Linked DNA regions of Mus musculus: all the other regions are linked to region 2. A link is a contact called in public HiChIP or PLAC-seq and promoter capture Hi-C data. All regions are on one chromosome and are shown on one strand. Each heading gives the region's core, a stretch centred on a gene start, on an enhancer-like site or on the middle of the called end of the contact. The rest is flanking DNA. Distances are from core to core; before and after follow the strand shown. Region 1 overlaps Inpp4b (inositol polyphosphate-4-phosphatase, type II). Region 2 holds the start of Inpp4b (inositol polyphosphate-4-phosphatase, type II). Region 3 holds the start of Smarca5 (SWI/SNF related, matrix associated, actin dependent regulator of chromatin, subfamily a, member 5). Region 4 overlaps Inpp4b (inositol polyphosphate-4-phosphatase, type II).

Region 1 (7,181 bases), core at 3,209-5,708, 540 kb before region 2:
CCAATGCAAAGCCCAAATCACATCATGGCTCAGCATTCATAAGCAGCCTTGGGATAATCCAGTGTGTGATAATGTCCCCAGAGGATGGGAAGAGAGAGGTATGTGGAACGAAGAAGTATCTTAGCCTGCTCAGAGAAAGCAAAACAATTTTTGAAAGGCAATAATCAGTATTTTTTAAATAAATAAATAAATAAATAAATAAATAAATAAATGTGTTTTTTAATTGTTAGGTAAATATCATCTCCCAAGTAGATATTTCCCAAGGCTCAGTTGTCAAGAATATTCTGTGATGGCTAATCTTGTTTGTCACCTTGGCTACAAATGAGGTCATCCAATGGGCATTTCTTTACGGGTGTTTCTCAATCAGATTATTTGATGGAGGAAGACATATCCTGAATGTGGGCTCTACCTTCTGATGGCAATCCAGCAAGAAGAACATGGTTTTGGTTTTTTGTTATGTTTTGTCTTTTTTTTTTTTTTTTTTTTTTTTTTTTTTGCCTGCTTGCCCTTACTTTTGCTGTTGTGGCATTCCTTACCTGATGTTAGAAACAACTTCTTTGGAATGCCAAAGTTAGTGAAGATCAAGAGCTCCCCAGGAATCCTGCAGGCCTTTGGCACCAGATGGGACTTCAGAGATATCCAGCCTCATGAACTGAACTGAATTCTCAGCCTCTTCAATGTGAGGCAGCTATTGTTCATCTGTGTGGACCATACCCCTCACATTCTTATACTCATATTACATAAAACTATATAATATATAAATAGCAGTAAATATATAAAATTATTTATATATTAAATATAATATGTAAAAGTACATGTAAATGTTTTCTATATGTCTATAACACATGTTTATATATGTATATATATATTCACTCTATACACACATTTTACACACACACACACACACACACACACACACACACACATTCTATCAGTTTCAAAAGTTCCTTTACAGAAGAACTCTGACTAACACACATCCTACATTTTAACGTTAAGAAGCAATAAGTCATAGGAGGTTTTATCCCTTCAAAAGTTTATTTAAAAAACATATACATTATATTATGAAAAGGTATTTTGCTATTAAAATTATAACATAAAAATTATTTCCTATAAAACTCCTGGAAGTTTTTAAAGCTGGAACAATGTGCCCAATTGTTTTAGTATTATAAAAAATATCACTTGTAAGAAAAAGATTTAGGCTGATATTTATATTGTTTGTTGTTACTGTAACAGAAAAGGAAGAAGAAATATAATGGATTATGCAGACATTTCTTGGGCTTAGGTTTCAAATACACTGTTTACTTTGTTCATTATATTGTTGTTGTTCAACCTTCTCCAAACCTATGTGCCTATTTTATTTCTCTCTCTCTCTCTCTCTCTCTCTCTCTCTCTCTCTCTCTCCCCACCCCTACCCCTACCCCTCCTTCTGTGTCTTCTGTGTGTCTGTGTGTATACAATTACAAAAACTACAAAGTTCTTGTTAAGTATGCCTCCCTTCATATAAAATTAAAATTGCATCTCTTCCAAAGATGTCTCTGGGAATAAGAGAGGGCTACTCTTGGCAGCCACACTCCCAGAATCCTCCCTGCGTCTCATGCAGGGTAATTATGGCAGAACGCAACAGTGATCAATACTTTTGTTCCAACTGAGGAGAGATGATACCAACATGAGAGCTGGCACAGTGGAGAAAGGTGTTTCTGAATGGCACCGAGCTTCACACAGCTCCAAGTAAATGGGCCTTCTGGTTCCAGGAGGAAATGCACATATTGTACTTCAATTCCAGGGATGATTTCTCATTTAGCTTTTGAATAATGAGATTTCAAGCCCCACAGGGTGTTGGCAATACAGGCGTCTGGCAAAGCTTATCATTTCCAATTTAATCTATGCTATGAACTGACTGCAGTCCTACCTTTTGTCCCTGCACATCTGTTGTGATGTGGTCGGTGTCCCCATCCTCAATCTCTCCCATCTTCACGAGGCTGACTTCTATGGTGCCGACCACTTTGCCACCATCTGAGGTTCTGCAAGTAAAAAGTCAATGAAATACTAAGGTAAGTGTCACCTGTTTTGTAATCCATCCAGAACACATTTACTTCTGAAATCCATGGATTGTTACTTCCTTTAAACAGAGCAGCTCAATGCACAGGAAATCGTGTTGTTAGCATTATACCATATTCATGAATTCATTAGGGAGGACCACAGACTGGACCTCCAGGAAGGCTCTCAGGAGCACCTTCAGGGAATAACACAATGAAAGAAATCAAAACCCTACACTGTATTATAAACCCTGTGTTATAAATGCAAATGTCTACAGTGGCATAAACTGTTGCCCCTCTATCCCAACCACATGAGATAAAGCTTATGTGTATCACAGCACTATTGGCAAGTAAAACAGAAAAGAATTATACATGTATACTGGTACAGTTGAGTCATGGCTCCACAATTGAACTATGATCCTATTCTTTAATATTTTTTCTTCTTAGGAGAGAAAGTAAAAATTGTGTGCCAGCAAACTAAGTGAAGATGCATAAAGGAGTATCAACGAATGTGCTTAGTATAGCATCTCATTCTTGAGACAAAGGTGCGAATCTAAAGCAGAAATGACTTCTCCTGGAGCCAAGTGGCAACTCTAGGCTTTCATCCGCCTCACATTAATTAGTCATTGAATGACTCATCCAGACTTAATGATGCTGCTGATTTTATTACTAAGATTATCATCATCACAATCTTCATTGGTGTAAAAATTATGGTTGACAACTATAAAGCAAGCTAAAGATAAAGTTAGCAAACTATCATGCTTAATGATTCTCTAGTTTCTTTTCTTAGGCAAAAAAGAAAATCTGCAGAATGAATGGCTCTATTACACCATGTAAATGTCAACACCGTGATACATAGTTGCCCTTTCGCCTTGTGAAAACAGGGTTGTGCTATTCCAGAGATCTGAGCCTGGCTGCCTCACTGTCTGGGGTTAGACACTAATTATCTTGGCTACTGTGTCCTATTCTGAAATTTGTATAACTTTAGTCTGAGTGTTGATGCTGTATATAATTTAACCAGCACCTTGTGAATATGGCTGTGTCGTTATAAGAGGTATCAGAAAAGAAATAAGAAAATTAATGTAGTTTATCAAAATGCTAATTAAAGAATGACTAAATTAAGTGAAAAGGATATACAATTCTGTTACTAGATCATGGCAGTTTCTTCTAGTAAAACAAAATGCAGCAATTAAAATGTACCTAAAGAAACTGGAATAGAAAAGTCCTACTGATATTTGTACAACCAAACTCACATTGCAATAAAATAAGCATTTTTCACATTGAAAAATATGATTTATTGTTAAATAAAATGTTAAATGTCTTACTAAGATATGAAATAAATGCTTCTTATAATTGTAAAACCAATATGAATTAAAATATCAACTTCAGTTTTGAAATAAAAATAGAAAAAATTCACCTTGTATGTGTGTGTGTGTGTGTATATATCCGTGTATTGCAAGTGTGGGAGTGTGAAGTATGATCTTCATAGTATAGAAAACAATACTAATGTTAATTCTGAGAAAATTTTACATAATTCACTTTATCATGTTCTGTTTAAATATGTCAAAACAAGGTGTTCCAAGTCATAAAATAGCATATGTCTGAATAAAGATTTAATCATTATTTGTATAGGTACTACCAATTACTGCTTCCTTGAAAGGTATAGATATTCCTCCATGAAACTGATTACCCATCACACAGATAGCTTTTAATTCTTAAAGATAATTATTTGAATGTTTTTGGCTTGAGCACACTAAGCTATTCTAATTTTAAGAAATGCAATGCCTGTGTATAACACTGAATTTTCTCTCTCAAGTAGCACACACATTACATCTGAAGATGCCCCCCCATCCTCTCTCTTCCAGGGCTGAGCAATAAAAGAATTTATGACATAATGGGTACATATATGTACTTGAGGACTGAGTTGGGCATGTCAAGGGAAGCTTTGCTTTCCTCAGTTGTGACTCAATTCTTCTTCTGTAGGCTGGTTCCTATGAGATGATAAATGGAAGGTGTTCAGCCCTCTGTATGACACAGGTGGCTACTTTTCCACTTCAACCTGATGGAAGCAACTATGAAGCAGCGGGCACAAACAGAGACTCTACACCCATTAGTGTGCACCGCATTCAATGCAGTTCACCCCAGAAATGTTACTGAAATGGATAGAAAGACTGTGCCCAAAGATGACGGTATCTCATAGCATCTTCAGGAGTATTTGAATGTTAGAGCATACAGGAGCTTAGTTCTGCTGTGAAGTTTAAAATCCTAATGGTGGGGAACAAATGACTCACTTTTGCAATCCAAGAGAGATTTCTCTAAATGCTAAAGCAGATGAATAGTCAATGCACGAGGTGTGTATGTGTGAAGGGGTGTTTTTGTGGGGGAGGGGCAGAGGTTGTGCACACCCACTTTCATGGTTACTTGTATATTTCTGAACCACTGATCTTTTGTTCCCTTTGAAAAACATCTGGCTACTTGCTCAGTGACCTACTACTGCCTTGTGTGTTTCCTGTCTTAGCCCCTGTAACAGTGGTTCTCAACCTTCCTAATGCCGTGATCCTTTAATGCAGTTTCTCATGTTGTGCTGACCCCCAGTCATACAATTTTCATTGCTACTTCATAACTGTAATTTTTATGCTGTTGTGAATCATAATGAAAACATTTGTGTTTCCAGATGATCTTAGGTAACCCCTATGAAAGGGTCATTTAACCTCCAAAGGGTGGTAACCCACAGGTCGAGAACCACTGCCCTATATACTTCTTTTAGCTACTAATTGGATTAAGAGTAAGGCTCTTGCTTTGACTAAAATTCTACATCTAATTCTATCTCATAAAGCTTTACATAGGCATCTGTTTAAAGTTTTCACAAGTGCACACCCCCTCCTGAGATTTGTGCCACACAGAGGTGAACCTGGTTATAAACTATAGAACTGAATTCATGACACCCCAAATCTGGATAAGCCCTTTAATTGAGCTAAAATGTAAAGTTCATTTTAGATTCTTAATTGCTCTACAACAGTTTCCCACCCAGAGCACAGCCATCAATGCCCTCTTAGTTGGCCACAGTTCATGTACCTAAAGATGGTTAGAAAACAAACAAACAAACTTCTTAAAGATTTAGAAATATATGGATTTTGTGTTGTTGTTGTTGCTGTTGTTTTTCAGATTGGGAACCAAACCCAAATTTTCTTTTATTTCAACAGTACTCTTCATACCATTTCACAATGCCTTCCAAATATCCCACCACACATGAAGAGGCAAAATCATGCCTTTTGTGTGCTGCACTGCTGGCTCATTAAAACCAAGAAAAGCACAAAAGAAGAAAGAGAGGGAAAACTCACACCCCCTGCGATGCTCAGTGCTCCCACCAAAATATCCAGTCCCTTTCTGTCATCGAAGGAACTTAAATATTTAACTGTGATAATGTGTGGAAGAGAAAGAAATGACGATTTCAGCAACACAAATCTACACACCCTTCCTACCTAGGCATTCTGAGACATGGAGTACAACACTAATGGAGGCTCTTAAAAATCTACCTTTAAAATAACCACCCAGTGCTTCCTAATGAAATATTCAATCGCACATGCTGAACATACATCTGTTTTTAGAAGACAGAGGAAATGTAAAACAGTCGTTAATGACACTCATTCTCTGAGTTTCTGCCCTACATATTTTGCCATCCTTTAACAGATCAAAAGGAAAAAGAAGAGAAAAAAACACTCCTGAAGATGTTAAACATCAAAATGTAAATAACTCCTCTCTTCTGGAAATGCCACTGCAATGCAAACTAACAAATGCCTCTGTAAACATCCAGGGGAAAGCCATCATTAGCACTGTCAGGTTCTGTGAATATCAAGCAGTTCCGGTGTCACACTCAGGGATTTGCAGCTGCGAAACACACTCTGCATCTAAGCCATCTAGACATGTAGCTAGGAAATGAAAAATCTCATCTGGACAAGAAAATAAACAAAGGCCATATGTAGCAGGGAAGGTGAGTCTTCCTGGTTCATATATTTAGACTGTAGGGTTAACCCGGGTTGTATGGAAGTGAGAAGTCCATGTAGGAAGATAACTGAAGATGTCTGCACTCTGAACGGCAGACATGAATATTCATAACCACAGAAGTCTTCCAAGCAAGTAGTGGAGGATTAGGTCCAGTAGGTCTCTGTGGTTTAGCCTATATACTCTATTGTGTAATCTCTGGGGTATTTATCTAGTCTTTTCATAGACTCACCCCAGAAATTTTACGTGATTCAACTCCCCTTCTATGAAGCTCTAGCCCAATCCCATATCCAAGCTGCTGGGAAATCCCTGATTTTCCAATCTAGAATTCTTAATTCCTTTTTCTTCTGATATCACTACTTTATATTTTATAAATTTTAAACCAAAACCTCCATCCCTTCAAATCCAAACCCTAGTGTTCCTTTCTGATACCCCTTAAATGTGTTTGTCCCCTATGCAGAATCTTGATAGCTTTCTCACTTCTTGTCCGCTCTACTGGAAGAACACACACTTCTTCCCTGCCATCTTTCTCTAACATCCCATCCATGCCAGGTTTTGCCTATACCCTTCTCTTTATAATTTAATACTTGTTTATCATATTAAAACCTGCTAGCCATTATTCAATCTAAACTAGTGGCTAAACAATATAGTCCACTGTCCAAGTTGATGGAAAACTCTGCATTTGGATTCATATAGATTTACCTCATCACTAAACAATTGTCATTTGTCTTAAAGATATATGCATTTATGTTATGTGTACGTGTGTGCCTAGGTGTGTGTGTGTGTGTGTGTGTGTGTGTGTGTGTGTGTGTGTGTGTGATACCCTAGTTATAAGCAGCTGTGAGACAACTCATATGGGTGCTGGGAACTGCAGTTCTCTGCAAGAGGAGCATGTGTTCTTAAGAGCAGAGTCAGATACCAGACCCTTGTTTCTTTGGAAGATGAGTTCTCACCGGTTCTAGGTTTAGTTTGGACTCACTGTGTACTCACTGATGAGTGTGAATTTCAGCTCCTTCTCCCTCCTCCTGTCAAGTGCTGTGATTAGAGGAGTATACTGTAATGCCTGGTACAAAGAGAGCTGGGGATCTAAACCATGACTCTGATCATGCTAGACAAACATTCACCATCCTTGGCACATTTCCA
Region 2 (7,572 bases), core at 3,360-5,859:
GCCAAGTGAGTGGATAGATGGATACATAGATAGATAGATAGATAGATAGATAGATAGATAGATAGATAGATAGATAGATAGATAGATAGATAGATAGACAGAGAGAGATGGATACATAGATAAATGGACATTGATAGGTAAGCAGACTTATGATCGTTTAGATACTCAGATGGTAAATAGATGAATAGATAATTGATAGATAAATGATAGACAAAACTCCCTTTTAAAGTGTTATCTCCATCCCCATGAAAATTATTAATTTAAATAATTCCCAAAGGAAATTCCATCAAAGCCCTATGATTTGAGAAACTCACAATCTCCTTTACTCACTCAATTACCTCTCTGCATGGTCCCCAACATATCATCAGGGATCGTAGCAACAATAGCTGCATAGTGCAGAGCAGACTTACTCCAAATATGCCTCAAAAACAAGTTTGGAAAATATTACTTAAGAGTGCTGCACTGTGCTGTGATGATACCCACGGGTCAGCAAAATTACAGAAACAACTGGAAAGATGTAAACTCAAGATTCCACACCGCAGTCCATAGGCCTTGTGCAGATTGACTATACTAAGATACTCACAGGGTAGAAGATGTGAGCCCCCAGAGTGCCTTGGATAAAAGACAAGTCCTTCAACAGTCACAGACTGATTAGTCTGGGGTTTAGTCACAATCCATAAAACATCACAGCATGTCTTTTATGTGTGTATATGTATGTGTGCATGTATGGGTTTTATGTGAACCATGTGTATCTAGGTATCTGAGGAAGGTCATAAGAGGGCTTTAGATCCCCTGGGACAGGAATTAAAAGCCCTTGTGAGCTGACCAATGTAGATGCTGGGAATCAAACCTAAATCCTCGGAAAGGGCTGAGCCTTCTCTCCAGCCTTGCCATACGCATCTTAAAATCATTTTTATTGGCAGATGAAGCATTGAACACATAAAGAGGATAAACTGAGATATCCTGACTTCAATGAGACTCTGGGAGCTTCCTTATAAGTGTCCCACTACCCACGTATCGTTCTTAGGTATATACTACAACTAAGGTTTTAAAACACAAAGACTGCATGAATCTAACGTGCAAAAACTCAGTTATAGCATTGTTCTTTAGATGTATCTATTGAGAAATGTTTATGCTGAAACTGTGTATTGAACAGTTTGAATATCAAAATATGTGTGGGATCAGTGTCTGCTAAGGGTTCTCTAGCAGAGATTTCTAAGCAACATACAGAAAAAGAGAACAAAATAACATGGCTTTTGGAGTAAGTTCCTTAGGCCTTTAGAGAGAGAAATCAGTCACTTTAAAAGAATAAAAACACAGAATATAGAAAATACATGCTTTGAACCTGCGATTGCATGTTCCAATTGAAAAAGCTGTATGAATGACAAAGCGTTGACTCCATGCAGATTATAAAACATATGAGACTTGTTTCTCTAACTATTAGCACCACTGAGTGGAAAAAGCAAACATGGCAGATACTCAGTAAGCATTTTCCTTACTAATTACAACTTTCTCCTGTTTGGACTTTGTGTTTTCAGATGCTGGATGCTTACCTGAGACTGATGTCTACTTGGTTGCTAAGAGATAAGATGGGTTGGCAGGTATTCCTGTCTTTCATGGATGCCTTCTAGGATTTTGCCTGAAGGCCTTGGATGTTACCCACTGCCCATGTGGGGACCAGCCTGACTAGGAACTAGAAGGCAGTGCAAGGTTTCAGAAGAGAAATCAGAAACTTTACATTTGCATGCTGTAGAACAAATAGCTGGCTTCTCCAGCGTTTAATTTCACTTTGCATTTCAGAAAACTAAAGTGTGATTGCATCATCTTCTAACCAAAGCTGGCTGACCTGTCTACAGTACTAGGGCCAGATAGTATTTTGACAGAAGAATCTTGTAAGATTTAAAGTCATTCGATTGACTTGCATCCTCAGAGTGGAGCTGAGGCCAATATTCTAAGAGTACCTTCTGCCCAGAACACTGATGATTCTTTATATGTTTTGAGGGTCAAGACTCAGTTTATCAAGCTGTTCTCACTTTGTCAGAACAGAGCCCCGTATCAAACACCCTATTGGCCATCAGTTTATCACAAATAAATACCGGTTTACCTCATCCGTGAGAATACAATTTAGAATGATAAAAACCAATCAGAAAATGTTTCCCAATGACACAGAGCTTGTAGCCTCATCACAATCACGTTTCATAACCTTTCAAGGACAATCTCTTAAGTCACTATTGAAAGAAACTCACAGAAAAAAAAACATTCTATATTTTCTATTTTTTCTTTTAATGAAAATAGTTTTTTCATACATAGTATTCTGATTGCATTTTGCCTTCCTCAACTCCTAAGATATCCCCCCACCTCCTCCCACCTGAATCCACACCCCTTCTGTCTCTCATTAGAAAACAGGCATCTAAAGAAAAATAATAAAATAAAATAGGACAAGACAAAAACCAAAAATAGAAGAAGAAAAAGAGCCCCCCCCCAAAAAAAACCCACAAAACATACACAAGGCTCAGAGACACATATTCTCTCACATACACAGGACTCTCATAAAACGCCCCCTTTTTCCTTCCTTCCTTTATTTCCTTCTTTCTTTCTTTCTCTCCTTTATTTTTCTGCAGAAGCATTTTAACTTAGTGCAACTCCTACAGGTTTGAGTTTAAGGCCCATGTGCTGAGCCCAGAGGCACTGATCAATTACTGTGATTTCATGTCAATGTTTCCCTGGAGTATATCCCAAAGAACATGAGCTAATGTATTTCCTCCCACACCGAGTAAGCTGACAGTACCCACTTGTCCAAACCTCTCCTAACTCTACCTTTAACACAGCATCAGGCAGCCACTCTCTTGCTGAGTCTCTGAACCAAGTCAGATTGATAACATTCTGATTCCAGAACTCACTAAGAAAATTTCTGTGCGAACAAGTCCTCTAAATGTAGATGTACACCTATAAAAGGGGCCACCTAGTGCCCATCATAGGAGAGATGAACTCATCCCTGTCTTCTGCTCTTTCATGTATTTTATAGAGCTACACCTTTATAAATAACTTCTTTCAGACTGAAGGGAAATGTAAGCAAAATGTAATACCCACATAATGACCTCAAATGTCATTTTGGAAAGAGCAAGGAAGCCAGAATCAGGAGAAAGAAAAACATAAAGTAAGATGAACAAAGAAGACATTCTACATCATTTAGACCAGCGTGACTGAATGTCCCGCAGGGTTTCCCTGGTAAGTTGACGCTGCAGGAACCACATAATCAACTGAGCATCCTTTCCCTTAACAAACCTCGGTCCCCTAACAGCACTGCTGCCTCTCTCTCCTCTGGGGTTTTTCCAATAAGTTTTGTGTGGCTGCAACTATCTCATCAATATGCACATCCCTACCTATAAAGCTTCTGTCTCCAAACAGAAACCTCTGGGTGTCCTCTGGGGCAGAAACCACCTCCCCTGAGGGAAGCAAAATCAAAGGTGGAGAGGGGCAAACACCGGTGCCTCTGGTTCTCGCATCACCTAGAGCTAGCCAGTTGCAAGCCTGAAAGTCCATACTAGCAGCAGGCTCCTGGGTTTGCTCAGGACCCTTGTCCTGCTAGAGGGGCCAGATAAGCTCAAGTAGGCTGTAGTGCAAATTTGAGACTCCAGAGGAGCCTCTCATCACCCACTCTTACTTTGAAGCCCTGATTTTCTAACTCTTTCTTGACTTCTCTTTGGGGTAGGTAGAACATGAAGGTAGCCTAGGGGTAACAGGCCTGACTTGGGGGGGTGGTGTTGGGGGGACGGAGAGGGCAGGAGTTGCTGAAGGTGGGGCTGGAGATAGCCATGAAAAGAGAGCTCTTTAGGCAACTGCAACCCCAGCATGCCTTCCTTGTTCTAAGGACCAGGACCACTTCCTCTGAAGCAGGAGACAGCCAGTGACTGGGACTAGGGTTGAGAAGCAGTCCCTAAGCACTCCAGGTCGCTGCAGCACCTTTTAAGAACAGCTCAAAGGGACCATAAGCTGGGCCAGAACTCAGTGTCACCTGGGAGTTGGAACTCATATGTGTGTGCGTGTGTGTGTGTGTGTGTGTGTGTGTGTGTGTGTGTGTGTGTGGTGTTCACCCCAGACCAAGCGAGCTCCACTAGACAGTAATCAGGGTCACAGGGGTACCACCAGCAGCCAGGGTCCCTGGGAAGCAAGGCTGAAGGGACGATCTTGGCTGCAAGCTGGGAAACTTGATAAGAAACACACCAGCTGTCTCTCAGGCAGGACGTACTCCCCACCACCACCACCCTGAACTGTCCGATGCGCACGACTACAGCCTATGGATTCACCCATCCTCACCCTCCGCACCCTGCAAAATTCCCTCCCGAGCCCCAGGATCCCAGGCAGGATGTTACCTCTTGCAGAGGCTGAGTAGGGGGCGATAGCAGCGGCAGACACTTTTCAGGATGACTTTCCTGCGTTCTCCAGTGAAAGCGTGTGCGCCCAAGCAGAAGCTGTAACCTGCTATTTATAGCGGCGAGCTCAGCACCCGGGGCTGGGAACCCGGAGGATGGTAGCGTGCAGGGCGCGGGCCGAGCCTCCCCGCTCCCCGCTCCCTGCTCTGGGCTGGCAGCTCACGCTCCGCCCGCCGCCCCGCAGCGCGCGCCCGGGAGAAGTTGCTCCTCGCCCGCAGCTCACACGCCCCCTGGCACTGTCGCCACGTCCCCACCCCCAACGCCCTGCCTCTCTTCCTCCTCGTCTTAGGCTCACTCCCTCGGAGCGGTCTCCTCCCAATGTCACCAACCAGCCACCAAAGAGGAACAGCAGCAGTCTCGCAACTGGTGCAGCTCGCCTCCCTGCCACAGATGGAGTTGGTGGCCCGACCGCACAGCTCGAAATGACCACAACACGCTGCTTCTGTTTACTGACACCCACCACTCAGACTCTGCTGTCTCTGGGGTCAGCTGCCAATCCTGGGGTGCGGGATCACAGGGGCGAAGCGCGCGGGGCGGGGGGGGGGGGGGGCAAGGCAATCACAATGCGACCCGGACAGGAGAAGAGACTGCAGAAGGCGGAAATGTAAAAGGATGTGAGAAGGTAGCTCAGACTAGTCCCCACTGACTGTCCCTGGGAGGAGGATTGGGCGTTAGAGGAGTGTGAAGCGCTGTCCCACGTTCTGGTGACTTCTGCGTGTCACGGTCCTGAGAACTGCTTCTCCCTTGCCAGTGTTTTCCCCTAGACCCAGACTGAGCAGACCTGGGCACAGGGGCAGCCCACAGCCACTCCCCACCTTGCAGAGTGCCTAAGTGTTCCCAACCACCAGGCTCATGCCTTTGACAGCCTGGTTGTGTGGAGACAATCCGCCCTCGGTGTGTTTGAGGTGTCAGAAAATTTTGGTGTGTAATCACGCTGTCTGGAAAGAGACTGAAACTCCCCCACTTCCTCGCGAACAAACCCGAGGGGTGAGGGGTAGTCTGGATAGTCCGGCCTGTGGGGGTGGGGCAAATGACTCTCTCCATCTGCGCCTTACAGGTGCCACCTGGCGGCTTTCCTAGAGAGGTTTTGTCCACTCTGCTCAGAGGTAATTCTTCTCAGAGCTTACCCACAAAGGCACACTAGTCCTTTTTCTTCCTTGCAACCCTTTAAACTGGCACTCTAAATAAAGTAAAAACGCGTGTACACAAGTGTGACATTTGTCACACAAAGAGCCTGGAATCTTAAAGTCAGTGAAATCAATTTGGGTTAAGGCAGTGCTTAACAGTATTACAGTATTACAAAATGGGAAGCTGTGTCTGCCCCCAGCTGTCACCCCTGCTGTCACTGCCTGAATCGAGACATCCATTTACTTCCCAAGTATTTGCTACTAGATATTATCTTTGTTGATGAGGGCAGGGAGTTTGATGGTTTAAATTTATGTGTGTGGGGGCGGGGTGCTAGTGGTGGTGTGAGGGTGTCTTTGGTTGGTTCCGTTGGTTGATTGGGTTGGTTGGTTGGTTGGTTGGTTGGTTGGTTTGGGTTGGTTGGTGGCTGAGTTGGTTAGTGGGTGGGTAATTGAGTGGGTGGGTGGATTGGTTAGGTTGCTTGTTTGATAGGTTGGTTGAGTTGGTTAAGTTGGTTGGTTAGCTGGTTTGGATGGTTAGTTTGGTTAGTTGATTGGTTTGGTTGGTTGCTTGGTTTGGCTGGTTGGTAAGTTGTTAGGATTGATTCCTTTGGTCAGTTAGCTAGCTTGAATGATTAGTTTGTTTGGCTAGTGGGTTAGTTTAGTTGGTTGGGTTGGTTAGTTGGCTGATAGGTTGGTTGAATTAGTTCTGTTGGTCGGTTGTCTGGTTTGGTTGGTTAGTTCATTTGATTAGTTTGTTAGTTGGTTAGTTCATTGGTTGGTTGATTGATTGGTTGGTTTGGTTGGCTAGTTGACTGGTTTAGTTGATTGATTGGTTTGGGTTGGCTAGTTGCTTGGTTGGATTTGTTTGGTTGGGTTGGTTAGTTTGGTTTGGTTTGGTTAGATGTTTGCTTAGTTTGGTTTTCAGATACTTTCTTTAGCCTCTACACTCCCAGAGCTTGGAGTAGTATTGAATACACCATGGCTCCAACAAGTGCTTAGAGACTGACTCAAAACCCTGTGGGTTAGAAGCTGGGTTGCCTTCCTCTCACCCTAGTCCCCAAAGTCCTCCCTTGCTTTCTCTCCAATTCATTTCTGTTCTGCTCAGCCATTATGTCATCATAGGTGAACTGAAGGGGGAAAAGTGGGATTTTGAGGACCAACTTGTCCATTAGACCCTGTCACTCTTGAGGTGTTGGCTATGCACCTGTAACATGCAGTTGCCAGCCATCTTCATGCAATCTACTGGAAAAAATGGTGCAGATCATCTGCTGGCAGAAGTTCAGCCCAGAAAAATACACAGAATGGAAGACAATGAAACCGGAGCTCCAGAGCTTCACCTCACTAGGACTTATGCATCTGTTCCCTGGCCTCAGAGGAAAAAAAAATAGTGCAAAAGGAAGATGGAGCTCTTAGACAATGAGGTTAGATGCTGCCATAGAAGCATCAGAATCAGAAAATTGTTCCCTCTAAAATAGAGTTGTCAAGCAGAGTTACTGACTGGACAGGAACACTCAAAGTAAGGCGCCCCTCAAAAGCCCCAGTGTGATTAAAATTCAGACACAGGTCATTCTGACCAATCTCCTTCACAGAAGGATGTGGCATATATATGTAACTCAACTGGAAAGTTTAAAATAAAAGGAGGGGAGTGCTCTATCAGACCTGTGTACCACACAGCATTATAGAGATTTCCATCAGCCTGCTATGTACCTATTTTGGTTATTTGCTGTTACTTCCCCTGCTTAGGTCTGGAAGATGCCAGTGCTTCTGTGGCTTAAATTCATTCAACCTCTGCTTTCACAGCCCTGGAGTTTCAGCCACTTCTGCTGCTGAAATGAAACTCCATTTGCCAGGGAAGGACAGAATAGTTTCTCATTTCCTTTTGATATACCTTTATAGAGTCAAAAGTTAAAGGTGACTCCCAAGAGTTAGCATGCTCTCTAAAGCAATAAAATCAAGCCAGCGGCCATGAGTCTGGTATCACACCTCCTATGCAATAAGGTAGTTTGCTCACT
Region 3 (6,804 bases), core at 1,748-4,247, 600 kb after region 2:
CTCTGGAAGAGCAGTCACTGAACGATCTTAACCACTGAGAGCCATTTCTCCAGCCCTTGCTTTGACTTTCTTTTCTTCAGTTTGTTTTGTCCTGTTCTGATGCTTTTCTTCTTATTCTGTAGATGCCTGCTTGTTTTCTAGTGGGAGACAGAGAGGGTGTGGACCCAGATGGGAGGGGAGATGGGAAGGATGGGGAGAGTAGGGGGAGAGGAACCAGCAATTAGAATATATTTATAAGAAAAATCTATTTTCAATAAAAGAAAATGTTGCTTACCTTTTATTATTATTATTTATTTTTGAGGCATGGTCTTATGCAGCCTAGGCTCTTGAACTTGCTATGTAGGTAAGAACCACCTTGAATTTCTGACCCTTCCACTTATATCCCAAGTATTGACAGTACAGGTGTATGCCATCGTGCCCTGTTATATGTAGTCCTGGAAACTGAACACAGGGCCTCTTTCATGCCAGGCAAACACTCTACCATGCGGAGACGATCCTTGATCCCTTTATTCATTTTTACACTGGTGGGTTATCTCACCCAGGGCTATCTGCATACCAGGCAAGTTCTGGACCACTGAACTACATCTTCACCAGACCTTAAAAATCACATACACACCCACCATGCTCTCGTGGTAATTATAAGAGATGATGGTGAGTGGGTTCATCAGCTTCAACTAATCATTCATAATATATCTGTATTTCTGAACATCACATTAAATACCTTGAATAAACACACTTTCACTCTTGTGCTAGGGGTTGAAGATACCACTGAGCCAAACCCCTAGTTCATATAAACTTTATCTGTCAATTATACCTCTAAAAAAGCAGATAAGAAGTAGATTTTCACTACTACAACACACTTGTTTAAAAAAAAATTGTGAGACTGCTTAGTGGAGAAAGAGGCTGCCAGGACCCACATGACAGGAGAGAACCAACTCCTCAAATTTATCCTCTCACCTGTACACATGCAGACATGTGTGCATATCTCCCTACCATATATAATCAGAAAACAATGTAATAAAAATGAAATGCTGACAAGAATTAGAATATACAGCCCACAATCAATTTTTAATAATTCCACAAATATACTTGTTTGAACACATTTTTGAAGTACAAAACATTTTCAGATAGTACTTCATAATGAACATACTTTTATGTTAATGATTGTTAAATGCTACTAGTTCATTTTAAAGGTGTACAATATTCTTAATATTAATATGTTCAATTTTAGCCCTTTACTAGCTTTTTGCCACTATAAAGACTACGCTGAGAATTATTGTATTTAACCACATATATATGTAAGCATTACTATATCTTTGAAATACTTTTTAATACTACTTTTTGTTTTGTTTTTTTGTTTTTTCGAGACAGAGTTTCTCTGTATAGCCCTGGCTGTCCTGGAACTCTCTGCAGACCAGGCTGGCCTCGAACTCAGAAATCCGCCTGCCTCTGCCTCCCGAGTGCTGGGATTAAAGGCATGCACCACCACCACGTGGCTTTATACTACTTTTTAAAAAAAGATTTTATTTTGCTGGGTGGTGGTGGTGGCACAGTGTACACCTTTAATTCCAGCCTGGTCTAAACAGTGAGTTCCAGGACAGCCAGGGCTATAGAGAATAACCCAGTCTCACTCCCCGCCGGCAAAATATTTTTAATTATGCATATATGTGAGGGGGTTGAATCCCCTGGAACTAGACTTAACAGTTATGAGCTGACATACGGGTGCTGGGAATTGAACCAGTGCTCTTAACCTTTGAACCATCTCTTCCAGCTCCTTATATCTATTAGTTTTTGGAGACACTTTTAGTGTCTTTTAGTCTAGGCTGGCCTAGTAGCCAAGGATGACCGTGCCTACACTTCTCTAAGTGCTGGGATTTGGGGTACGAGTCACGGCATCCAGATTAAATAGTGCTAGGACTCAAGCCCAGGATTTCATGTATGCTCCCCAACAACTCACCAAATGAGCTACAGTATGTTAAACGAGAGCGTTTTCAGGTTCTCCATTTTAGTTAACGATTATTCGACTGGTTAAAACATTTGAAATTATATATGAATATTATCTATTCCAAGAAGTTTGAAAGTAACTCTGGAAAAGACTTTTTATTCAACATAGGTGGGGACTAAATAATGGGATTAATTAAGATAAAGATCTTTTGTGCCTGGGAGTAGGTGGGGGATGAATGGAACAGTGTTTATATTCCGTAGGATTCAGTAGCCTCCATGACAGCCTAAGGCAGGATAAAGAAGCAACACGAATAACGAACACTTGTTTCCTCGGTGTAGCCCTGGCTGTCCTGGAACTCGCTCTGTAGACCAGGCTGGCCTCAACTCAAGAGATCCGCCTGTCTCTGCCTCTGTAGTGCTGGGATTAAAGGTGTGCGCCACCACGCCTGGTAAACACTTCTTGAGACAAATGTGTATTTGTTTCATGCGAAAACTCGCCATCATTTGTCTGCCTTTATCTGCTGCCATTCTAACAGGGCAGCGCGTCTTCTGTCTTAACTTGAACTTGACAAACGCCGAACTCTCTAAACGAAGCCGACTGACGGAGCGAACACGCAGACTTTTTAATTCTGAGGTGATTTTTCTTCTCAGGCGTCCAACGTCACTTAACGTCACGCCCGTGAGCGAAGGCGGCAGGACGACGAAGGCCAGCCCAGGCCTTTGCTCCTTGCCTAACAGTCGCGCCGTTCCCAAGAGGGAGCCCTAGCGCGGCGGAAGACAGCGAGCCGAGCCGTTACGGGAGCGCCGAAGACCCAGCTCGCGTCACTCGGAGGAGCGGAGGCGCAAAGCACCGCCGACGCGCTTCCTCGAGGCCCCGCCCACTCGGCTCCACAGCCCGCTAGAGGCCTGGAGGAGGCGGGGCCAAGGAGGAGCATGCGCACGCGCCCTCGCGAGCCGGCCTTCTAAGGGGGAACGAGCGATCTCGCGAGGGTTGAGAGCGGGTGGCGTAGGTAGCTGTCCTGGTTGGCTGGAGAAGAGAATCCACTCCCGGAGAGGAGAAGGCGCCGGGAGGCCTCTGAGAACCTTCCGTTTTCCTTTCCCTTTCCCTCGGCCCTCCGCCTCCTCAGAGTCAGCCCGCCTTCCCTGACCTCCGTGACCCCGCTGGCCCCGCCCACTCCCGTCGACGTGATTCCCGCCGTGAGGTAAACGCCTGTGGAGCAGAGTCCCGCGGAAGAGGACGGCGAGGCGAGCGGCGCGGCTGGGCCGGCTCGGGTCGGTGGCGGAGCCCTCGCGCGTGAGAGCTTCCGGGCAGGTCTCACTCCTCCGGCGGCCCGGACGCCCGTGTCGCGCAGGCCCAAGCCGCTTCCCTCGGCGCCGCGCCTGCCCGTGGCCGCGGCGGGTGACGCAGCCGGAACATGTCGTCCGCGGTGGAGCCTCCGCCGCCCCCGCCTCCCGAGAGCGCGCCTTCCAAGCCCTCGGCGGCGGGCGCCGGCGGGAGCAGCAGCGGCAACAAAGGCGGCCCCGAGGGCGGCGCGGCGCCCGCGGCTCCGTGTGCTGCGGGCTCGGGCCCCGCGGACACCGAGATGGAGGTGAGCGCGGCCGTGCGCGGGGAGGGAGGGAGGTGGATGCTCGGCCGGCGCGTCTCCTGCTCTTCACCTTTACCTTTTCCCCTCGGTGTAGCTAGCCTAGCCCGACCGCGGATCGCTCTTACGAAACACATGTTCCTGATTACTGGGGCCGAGGGGACCCGTTTCCTCCATTGCCAGGCTCCCCCAGAACTCGCTCAATTTCTCCCGATTTAGGTTTTAGTTTGCACTAAACTTTGAGGAAGGCGAGGGAGATGCCCCTCCGGAGTGGGATTCCCGGGGCGAGGGGCGACGTTTCCCAGCGTCGCAGCTGGGGACTTGCGCCTCCAGTGCCTCATCCCCGTGCTGGCGGGGGCGGCATCTGTCTGTTCTGGGCAGAGACAATGGCGAGAGCTGGAGGGCCGAGTGCGCAGTGGGGATAAGCGGGGCGCAGCTGCTTGTGTGCAACGAGGGGAAGCCCCTCCCGGGCCCTGCTCCACCGGGAGGGGAACGAGCGTGACAGCCGCAGCACCTGTCCTGGATCCCCATCCAATTACGGGTGTATGCATGGAGAACTGAATGAATGGGAGCCTCGGGGAAGGATGATGGGCTTCTAGCTCTGCGCATTGCTTCCTTTTGAAGCCATTCGGAGGATTCGCTGTTGAACCACCTTCTTGGGGCTCCAGTGGGCCAGATGATGGTGACAATACTGGAGGAAGCGGGGAGAGAGTGGAAAATGGGGGAGCTGCCAGGCAGGTCTCTTTGGACATGCTCCCAGGCATTGAGTTGCCTGGGAACAAAGTTACTGCTTCCAATTTTTATTCTTGGCCTTGGCCTTGTTTTGAGGTATTCTGTAGTTCCAGTCTGAAGGAAGACTCCTGGGAGTTTTAATCCTCAGATTGGAAGCAATACTATAAAAGTGAACTTTAGTGCAGGATTTACACTATAAGGAAATGATGGTGCAGTCTGCATTACTTTTATGAGGCAGCTTGGGTGAAATAACGTTAATCTTTGAAACAACTTTTAGTGGGGAAGGTAGGTGTTAGTGTAATGCACCAATTTGAAGTGAATGCAGTTTCAATTTAAAAATGTACTTGATGCCCCCCCCCCCCTTTAAGGTTTTAAGTGGCCTTTTGAGTTTTTAGTGCTGTTTTACTTGGATTCTTAGATTTCTATTCCATGAAATAAAAGAATCTGGACACCAGTGACACTGGTGGCTTAGGCCTTTTAATCCCAGCACTTGGGAGGCAGAGGCAGACAGATTTCGGAGTTCCGAGTCCAGCCTGGTCTACAGATCGAGTTCCAGGACAGCCAAGGCTACACAGAGAAGCCCTGTCTCGAAAAAACAAAACAAACAAGCAGTAACTGACATAAACAGAAAAGAAAATGCGTGAAGAATAAGATTGAGAAAAAAATAGAAACTGTTGATATTCCTATACTGAGAAGACTCAGTTTACTCATCTGATTAATGAAAATACCACTTATTTTGTGTTTTCACATTTGTGTTTATATTTAAGTTTTAATTGAAAAATAGCAACTCAAAAATTAAAGTATTTTATTAGGGTTTAAATGCTCCTGGCTATTTTATTGTCCTTAAAATAATTATCATCAGACTGCTTTTCATCGTCTTAAGTGAATTTAGAGTCAGAATTAGTTTTGAGTTGAGTACACTTGCCTAATGTATTTGATGACCTTAGATACGTTTTACAGTTGGAAAAAAAGACATTGAATTATTTTTTTGGGTAATGTTCTAGGAAGTGTAAATTAGGGACTAGCTAATGCTTCCTTTCTTGTATACATTTCTATAAAATAGCACAGTAGGTAGATGGAATTTTATGATACAAAGAGAACTTTGTTCACATTCAAGTTACTTAATTTGTATTTATAATTTTATTGAAAAAATATAGATTTGTCCATATGGCTTGTATAGAAAGTAATTTTGCCTTAGGGTGTAAATGATATTTTTACCCCAAAAGTTATATAGTTTATAATTGGGAAAAGTGATTATCCCCATAGTATTTTATTTCATCCATATCAGGTTTCATGTCAGGTTATCTGATAGCCATTAAATATCTTGGGACGGGCCTTGGAGCAAGAATATTATTTACAATTTTTTTTAAAGAAATGAGTATAATGATAGTTGACAATCCTTAAACAATTTGATGATTTTCCTTTCCTACCAGGAAGTATTTGATCATGGATCACCTGGAAAGCAAAAAGAAATCCAAGAACCAGATCCTACATATGAAGAAAAAATGGTATGTTCTAGACATGTGAATACTTTATAATGAACTTCTTTGTTAAGATAATTAAATCTACTAAACTTATGTATTTACTTAGAAGCAGTCAGAATGTCAACAGAACAGCTGTTTTTTGTTTTTTTGCAGTTATAGAGTGGTATTCAGACAGAACAATTATCTTTGTATAAGCTTCATCAGAGACAACTGAAGATAAAACAAAAACAAAACTGAAAAAAACCCAAAATATTGCCCCTCCACATATATAACTAATTTGTGCTGTACATCAACAAGAACCTGTTTTAAATTTCCATGCCACTTTACAATCCCTAGACTGTACCAGGCAAAGCTAGTGGCTATTGAAAATATTACAGGACAGGGCTATCTAAAGATACATTCTGTAGTGTGTTAACTGTGCAAAGGAAAGACACTGTGCTGTTAGAAACAAATCTGACACAGCCTTACATTTCAATTTTTTTTCTTTAAATGGAGTTAGTTGTATTTGTGTGTGTGGGGGGGGTTAAATGTTTTATAGACAAGGAAAAAAACCTTTGAGAACCACCTTCCTCTTCCTCATCCTTTCATCCTCTGCTTCAGCTTCCTCCTTTTTCTTGCTCATTTCAGCCTTTACTAACCCTCCCCGCCCCCCTTTTTTGGCCACATCAGGTTTTCCTTTAGTTCTGTAAGCCGCACTATCCTTTTCGTATTTCTCCTTCAGGTTGGTAGGCTCCTTGTCACAGGGCTGCTTATCACCTGCAGCAGTGTTGTTCCACATCTCTCCCAGTTTCTTTGCAACAGAGGACCAACCAGGATGTCCTCCTTTGGTTTTTGGACAATACTCAGAACAGAATGGCAGGAGGCCTCGGGTGCTTTGGTGTCCTTGAACTTCAATTTGGTCTCCCCTTTGTGTGTGGGTGATGTGGGTTTTTATGTCAAACTTTGCCATGTCTTCAAATTTCCCCTTTTCTTTAGCAGCAGACATGGTCTTCTGCCTCTCTGAGCACTTAGGGAACCTGAGGAGCTGATAGAAGCATCCGGGTGCTGCTTCTTGTGCTCTT
Region 4 (7,658 bases), core at 1,246-3,745, 640 kb before region 2:
CCCATGCAAATTCTAGCATTACCTTTAACTACTGGGGAATTTGTGCTTTAAGACATGGACAATTTTTTTTTACTTCTGTTTAGGAATTGAAAGATATAGAGAGAAGGCAGGAGGAGGAGGGGGAATTTTTCAACCCAAGACCTAATCCTGGGACTTAACTGTAATATTTTAGTTCTTCCTCTGCTCTCCCTAACATCACTCTTCCATCCCACTATTGTAGCCAAGGGAAGTGTGGGAGAATGTGGATCACAGATGAAGGACAGACAATAAAGGAGAGAAAAAAAAAACAGAGGGAGAATAGGCTAAAGACAGGAGGCAATGAATTTGAGAAAAAATGTTTTAGTAGTAAGTCTCTGTGTTGGAGTTAAATCTCCAAAGGAAACCACAGGGGGATTTTGACTTACATTTTTCAAGTTTATAGAAGTGTGTGTGTGTGTGTGTGTGTGTGTGTGTGTGTGTGTGTGTGTGTGTGTCCTCAGTATATGGAGAGGCATAGACATGCTTTTAGTTCTAAGTAAGAAGAAAGCCATGTGAATAATACATAAAACTTCACACTTCAGTACACTTGAACATACCTTTCTGGCTTCACAGGGCTTAACAACATGCTTCCTGAAATTGCTGAAGGTGCAATCCTATGTCTCTCCTCCCCCATCACCTGCTTCTTATTTCCTGCTGGATGTGGGGCTTAGAGAAAAGAGCTAAGGAAAAACAAAACTCTCTTCCTTTGCCTCCTGTGGGGTTCACTTAAGAAATTAAATGACTTACAAGAACTATGCTTAAATTGGTGTTTATTTTGTCAAACTATTGGTAAAAAGAAAGAAAGAAAATTCCTCCTTGGACTCCGGGAAAATTTAGGTTCCATGTGTGTTCTGATCAAAGTTTGATTCTATCACTCTAACTCCCTGACAACTAGCATTAATGCAGAAGACAACCCTGCGTTAGGTACTCCACGCCTCCCACTAAGAATTGCTTTGTCTCTTACATCTGTCTTAGTGTTTAAGCTCTTGACTGATTTCTTAACTGTGATGGCCTCACTGATGTGTAAATACATGTAATTTCTTTACCCTCTGCAGATCACATAGAAATGTTCTAGGTATAATTATATAACATTGAAATGAACAAAGTCTCGCTGTCATATCTTCTATGTCCTGTCTCCACTTCTCTCCGTGTGTTCCTGCCTTGACTTCTTTGGACATCTAAGTGTCTGTTCAGTTCTACATTGATGCAGTTTGGTTTATGGTATTTTCACACTTAACACTTTTTCCCAGATGAGATGGAATAACACCTAAACAAGGACCTCTGACTCACCTCAAACTAAATGACTTCACCTCTATTCTGAAAACAATCTTTACTAATCAAGGAACGGGGTGAGGTACAAAACTAAAATCCATTCGAAAGTATTCTGCATATGTTCCTGTGACTGCAAAAAGACCTGAGACAGCATAGTTGGGTACTGGAAATGTCCCAAAATTGGACTGGAATTTAGTCAACATTCTGTTTACTAAAATTCTATGGATTGTACATGTATAATAGGCCATCTTCATGCTATGAAAATTATATGTTGATTAATCTTTTTTTATAAAAACAAATGTTTTGGTAATCATTATCCAGGGATAAAATACAAGGGGAAAAGGTACACTAACCTCTTCATTTTCCATGTTAATTTAATATAGAGAAAGTCTAATAAAGCAAATAATTTATACTATAAATTTAACTAAAATCAAATTTTTCTCTATCACTAAATAAATAATTATTGAACCTATACTTTATGGGTCTCATATGACACTAATGCTTTCATAGGTTACATTATTTTATTTTGACAACTCTCTATTGAGTAAGAACTATTAGAAGAAATTTTCTATAGAATAAATAATAATATATTAATTAGGCATAAAAGATGAAGGCTAGGTGGAGCTTTGCCTAGGTCAAATAGCTAGCATATATGGTAAAACATGGATTCTAGATTACTTCCCTATAATCACACAAATTGAACTCCTAACTATGTTTGCCTATCTTTTGCGCATTTCAAGATTTTTCTGAATCATTTCAGATTTTTAAAAAATTATAAAGCTATAAGTAATTTGGAAATGATCTATAATTTAATAATATCATGGCAAGTATAGACTATAAAAATTAAAATAAAATTAAGTCTCTTATCTTCTAATTAAGACTGTTCATTAGTGAAGATTATGATTCTGGTTTATAATACAAATTAGTCTAAAAAAGAATTTGTGAATCATCTTATGCTAAATTAAATCAACAAATATTTAATGATTGCTACTTGGCCAATGAATTGAGAAAAGCAAGTGGTCACAGCTAGAAGCTGTGTGGTGAGAGGCCACATATGATTTCTGTTCACTAAATGCCATACAAGGGCTGGCTACATGGGATTTTTTTTTTAAAGGAAAGTTTTCTTTGGCTGAAGGAGGTGTGTCAATACCCTAGAAAATTTTGCAATGCTGGACTCTCAATTTCAAGTGTTCTCTAATACCCTGAGCATGCCCACACTGTCAGAACTTTCTCACTAAACATTCTACTTAAGCTCATGTTCTCTTCATACTACACAGATTTGTTTTCCTAGGTAGACTATAGTCAGTAATATTTCCATTCTTCAAGGTTTTATGCTTGTGGAAAATAGAGTGGGCAGAAGGTTTCCATAACACACACACAAACACACACACACACACACACACACAATCAATCAATCAATCAATCTACAACTAATAAAGAAATAAATACCAACTATTTCTAAGGAGAAGGGGGCTCCATTCCACACAGCAAACTTACTAACTTGTCCAATGTGTTGACCAATGTTTTCTTCCTTGTTGTATCTGGATTCTTTTCTTTTTTGCCTTTTTTTATTAGGTATTTTCCTCATTTACATTTCCAATGCTATCCCAAAAGTCCCCCATACCCTCCTCCCAACTGCCCTACCCACCCACTCCCCCTTTTTGGCCCTGGTGTTCCCCTGTACTGGGGCATATAAAGTTTGCAAGTCCAATGGGCCTCTCTTTCCAGTGATGGCCGACTAGGCCATCTTTTGATACATATGCAGCTAGAGTCAAGAAGCTCTGGGGTACTGGTTAGTTCATAATGTTGTTCCACCGATAGGGTTGCAGTTCCCTTTAGTTCCTTGGGTACTTTCTTATCTCCCAAGTTAACAAGCACAGTGAATCCAGACAATACCCAAACCCTCCTAGACACCATTATAATGACACTCTTTCTTTTTACCTGTGTTTTCCCAAAAAATTGAAGACATCTTTATCTCCTGTAAGAACATGATAAAAAAAATACTGGAATTTTTCAGAGAAAGTTGTATTTTAATGGAATTTTGCAGAAATGAGTTATCTTACTTTGAGTAAGTCTATTTTCTCCATGATATAAATATACAAATCTCACATGTGTATTTTATTACAATGTTACAAAAATGAGATTATGCCTAGATTATTAAATACTGTGTGTGTGTGTGTGTGTGTGTGTGTGTGTGTGTGTGTGTGTGTGTGAAAGCCTGCTTATCACATGTGCATAATGTGTGCACATGGAAGCCAGAAAAGGTCTTTGGATCACCTGGAACTGGACTTACAGGAGGTTGTGAACCACTCAATGTGGTACTGGGAACCAAGTACGTCTCCTCTGTAAGAGCATCAGGTGTTGAGCTCCACCCCCTTCCCAGATAATTTTTAAAATCTGGAATATACTGTTTTGATATATGGTAAATGATTTTCTTTCTCTGCTTTTGCAATGATGATAGCTAAGCATATAGATTAGTGAAGAGTTGCTAAAAATGTTCTGGAAATCTCTGTGTTTAACCTGAGTGCAAAAGTTCCTTACAGGATTCATTTGCTTCATACATATTGACATGACACAATGTGTCACGGTTTCAAGTATTGCTTTGCCTTACAGGGAACAAGTCCACTATAGACTCTTCTCACAGTGCTTCAAAATGAGCAAAAGAAAATATTTTCTGATAATCTGTTTATTGATACAGTATTCTGACTTAAACTCCTATCTTTTGGTGGATTAACTTTTCCTTTAGATCCCTCCCTTCTCTTTCTTCTTTGTGTCTTAATTGTATATATATGCAAATCAATATAGTATATATTGAAAACTAAAATTTTCATGTTTAAATTTAATGTTAAATTAAGACACTGAGTTGTAAAATAAAACGATCTAGATTATCTTTCTGAGTCAACTGTGACTCATTTACTTAATATGTCATTTCTCAAAAATATAAGATTTGTTTTATTTATGATTTCCAGTAATTCAACTACAGCAGCAATGTGGTAAATCAAGAGGCATCAACCATATATCTACATTGCAAATGAAGGAACCGAAGGATGAATGGCTTTCTGAAATCTCACAATTCAAACTCTTCTTGGTTTGTTATTTTCACACACTGTTACAGAGTTTGACAAATGTAGTATCAAATTTTCTAGAGTTGTTTACATATTATCATTTATGAATGTGTAAGCCTTTAACAATTTCACTTCTCAGAACTTTGAACTGTCATGCAATGCTTCTTGCCCAAACAACAGAATGCAGTTGGTCTCCCCAGATACTGGGATGTATTGGAGCACGTCTCTAATGTGTAAGTATTAAATATAAAAGTGGGCAAGGGGACTATTAATTGTCAGTAATTAAGTTGGCTATCCTTTATAAAAACTGTCATCTTTCTTCTTTCGGGATACAGAGTAACAGCACCTCTCTAAGACATGCATGTGGCTGCTCTCAAGCCTAGAAGTTGTCTGCAAGTATCTACAAGGTATTTTCTACAAGTACGAATTCCTGCTTCTGATTCCTGATATCTCCAAATGCCCACACCTTTGTCACTTCATTAAGTCACACCAGTCACTGCAGAAAGAGTGACTTGCTTTTTAGGAAATCTTTTTACTTCATTATCCTTGTTAATGCACCAAATACCTGCTAAGCTAGTTCCTGGGAATTCAGAGTATACCAGAAAGCATGGTCCATGACTTCAGATCAAGCTCTGTCTATAAGGATGCTTACACTGAAGGCATAAAGCAGATGCCTTAATTACACAATCAAATCAGACCAGGCTTCTAAATAGGGCTCAGTCTTAAGCTCAGATCTTTAGCGGTAAGTACCTAAGCCACTCTATGTTCCCTGCAGGTTGTGTGCCTCCTCTGTACCTGCACAAGAGCTCTGGAATCACGAATAAAACACACACACACACACACACACACACACACACACACACACAAACTTAATTTTGATATGCCCTCTCAGCTCAATGGCTAGAAATTTCCAGGCCTCCACGTGGTTAGCACATACTCCCTCAGGTATTCCTGGCTTAACACCTTCTAAGTCTCCACTTTATCTTTGCTGCCCTGTTATCTTCTGGACCACACACCCTCATAGGGCTGCTTTCCCTTTACACCGCCATTGCTGGATGGCCTCTCTCCTGCAGCTCTTAAATTTGATATCTTTACCTCCAAGTCTTGGCGAATCACCTCTCTCTTTTCCACGGTTTCTTTCCACCTCTGTCTCCCTGTCTAGCCATTTGCTATATGACAATTCTTTATTATCAGTCAAAGCCAGCTGGGGGCAGAGACCCCCAGCATCTGGAAGTGGCATTTAGGAGCTGAATTAAGACAAAGCATTAGAACCATCTCCCAACACAGATCTGTGGTTCACTATGAAGGGATGCGTGAGAAAAGGATGGACGGGATAACTGTGAGAGATGAAGCTGAAATGCAATGACATGTGAAAAAGATTCCTTGTGTTATGATTCCAATGTCAAAAGTACTCCAACATGCTTGTGTGTTGAATGCTGGGTCCCAGCTTGTAGTACTCCTATGGAATTTCTAAAAATTGCAGAAAGGGAAAGTATGTCAAGGCATAAACACATGCCTCTGAAGATTATAGCAAGCCTTCATATCCTTCCCTTCAATCAGCTCCCTGTCCATCTTAAGGCGAATAACCTTCTCCTTATCATAGGCTCAGAAGCAAGGGAGCTAAATAATATGGGTTGAAATCTGTGAAACCATGAGCTACAATAAATCTCATCTCCTTTTAAGTTGTTTATATCAGGACTTTTAACCTAGACATCAGACAACTTCCTAACATACTTCTCTGAAATTTTGTTTTCCACAGTTTCAACTATCTAGGTTTACCATAGTCTAAATGGAGAATTACAAAAATTAACAGTTTGTATAATTTAAAATTACATGACCTTCTTAATAGTAGGATGGAATCTTGGACCATCTTGCTCTGCTTCTGATGGCCTGATCCATCCCTCTTCTCAGAGTATCCCTGCTGAATGTGCTACTCGACCCCTTACTAGTTATCCTGCTTGACAGCTCAACTCTCTGGATAGACTTGAGCTTGTGATCAAGGAAACTTGATTTTGCTGAATAATATCACAACAATCAGAAATTGCTGCTACTTATATCTTATTGCAGTATATTGTTAAGGTTCTAGTTTGTTAGTAGTTGTTATTAATCTCCTTCTATTCTCTGTTTATATGCACAACTTTATCACAGGTGTATATGTATGTATGGAGAAACAGAATAAAATGGCCTGGTGGATTTAGCTATTCCTGTTGGATTTAGGGATATAGTCCTTAAGGGCAAGGTAATACTAATGCATAATACAGACCTCAGGTCTGACCTCCATGTAAGAAGAAGCCGAACTATTTAGAATTATTAAATCATCACATTATATTTTCCTTTTAGAAGAAATGTCATTACAGAAAAAATGAACCAAATGGTAGGCTCAGTGCCAGACAAAAAGGAAGAAGGATTAAGCTCCTTGGCAGAGGAAGACCTAGAAGAGGGGTGCCTTGTGGGTCAGGATTATCTTAACCCATAACTCATTACTGAAATGAAAAACCTCCAAAGAAGTTAGGAAGCATAACTGACAGTCAGTCATTTAAGTGGCAGCCATGGGGTTAAGGGTGTCAAGGATTGTTGATTTCTAAGTGGAAAATCTGAGTGGATGATGGTGCAGTTGGGGGATTTTGTTCATTTCTTTGCTTGCATGAAAAATGTCCAAGACAAAGAATATTCAGGAGTCAATGGCAGGGGAAGTGACTTGAGATGGCTACATTGAGGCTATGAGTAAAGTGGGGCTAACTATGAGTATTTACACACACATACACACACACACACACACACACACACACACAGATACACACTCACGCACACATTAAGATTTTACTAGTCTGTCCTTCCTTCCCAACCTCAATTCAACATGAGGACAGTGTCTAAAGCCCAGCACTTGAGATTTAGTAGCAAACTGAGTATTTATGCAAATTAATGTTTTCTCAAAAGGCAATGCATCTCTGACATGAATGCATCTGTTATACTAAAATTTGTAACTAAAAGTATAAATTTCTAGAGTTTTATGAATAAAATATATTTTAGGAAATGATTATAAAGATAATTAGATACAATTTAAACCTGTGGTATACTTATTAATCCTGCTATGTCCAATCAATAAATACAAGTTGTATTTTCAAGAATATAGAATTTGGACCTGGAGAGATGGCTCAGTTGGTGTAGTACCTTCTGTACCTGCATGAAGACTTGAGTTCAAATCCCCAGCACATACCTAAAAGGTGCTCTCTCTCTGTCACTCTCTTTGTCTGTCTCTGTTTCTGTGTCTCTCTCTGTCTGTGTGTGTGTGCGTGTGGGTGT

What was found. Promoter capture Hi-C pulls out the DNA fragments that hold promoters and counts their contacts. HiChIP or PLAC-seq counts read pairs in DNA pulled down with a chosen protein or histone mark.
Region 1: a contact with region 2 is called in an H3K27ac HiChIP or PLAC-seq map of regulatory T cells, with 10 times the contacts expected there. The contact joins the enhancer-like site here to the promoter of Inpp4b in region 2. A contact is called at or near these places in 6 of 39 promoter capture datasets (the C10 cell line, embryonic stem cells, liver and 3 more), 6 of 484 Hi-C or Micro-C datasets (CD4 T cells, Th1 cells, cerebellum and 3 more), 7 of 115 datasets of contacts at active chromatin or transcription factors (Th17 cells, Th2 cells, astrocytes and 3 more) and 3 of 9 other capture datasets (adipose tissue, liver and macrophages).
Region 3: a promoter capture Hi-C map of pre-B cells shows a contact between it and region 2. The contact joins the promoter of Smarca5 here to the promoter of Inpp4b in region 2.
Region 4: a contact with region 2 is called in a promoter capture Hi-C map of liver, with 6 times the contacts expected there. The contact joins the enhancer-like site here to the promoter of Inpp4b in region 2. A contact is called at or near these places in 6 of 39 promoter capture datasets (the C10 cell line, HPC-7-derived erythroid cells, cranial neural crest and 3 more), 5 of 115 datasets of contacts at active chromatin or transcription factors (effector CD8 T cells, embryonic hindbrain, embryonic stem cells and 2 more) and 1 of 9 other capture datasets (macrophages).

Annotation. Positions count from the first base shown.
Region 1 is chr8:81,878,973-81,886,153 of GRCm38.p6, reverse strand. Inpp4b (inositol polyphosphate-4-phosphatase, type II) reads right to left here. Exons shown (of 25, transcript NM_001024617.3): 9 at 1,910-2,021. Among named protein-coding and RNA genes, the nearest start is that of Gm25267, 270 kb to the left of the region's middle. Within about 2 kb of position 4,458, at least 9 of the 459 cell types and tissues checked have an H3K27ac peak or open chromatin away from gene starts, as enhancers often do. A contact at or near this core is called in Th1 cells, Th17 cells and regulatory T cells, where this site is marked.
Region 2 is chr8:81,339,599-81,347,170 of GRCm38.p6, reverse strand. Inpp4b (inositol polyphosphate-4-phosphatase, type II) reads right to left here and starts at 4,609. Exons shown (of 25, transcript NM_001024617.3): 1 at 4,374-4,609. Gm51582 (classical arabinogalactan protein 9-like) reads left to right here and starts at 4,518. Exons shown (of 2, transcript XM_030243908.1): 1 at 4,518-4,917. The coding sequence starts at 4,529.
Region 3 is chr8:80,735,652-80,742,455 of GRCm38.p6, reverse strand. Smarca5 (SWI/SNF related, matrix associated, actin dependent regulator of chromatin, subfamily a, member 5) reads left to right here and starts at 2,997. Exons shown (of 24, transcript NM_053124.2): 1 at 2,997-3,533; 2 at 5,693-5,767. The coding sequence starts at 3,360.
Region 4 is chr8:81,974,293-81,981,950 of GRCm38.p6, reverse strand. All of the region lies in intron 14 of Inpp4b (inositol polyphosphate-4-phosphatase, type II), which reads right to left. Among named protein-coding and RNA genes, the nearest start is that of Gm25267, 170 kb to the left of the region's middle. Within about 2 kb of position 2,495, at least 1 of the 459 cell types and tissues checked has an H3K27ac peak or open chromatin away from gene starts, as enhancers often do.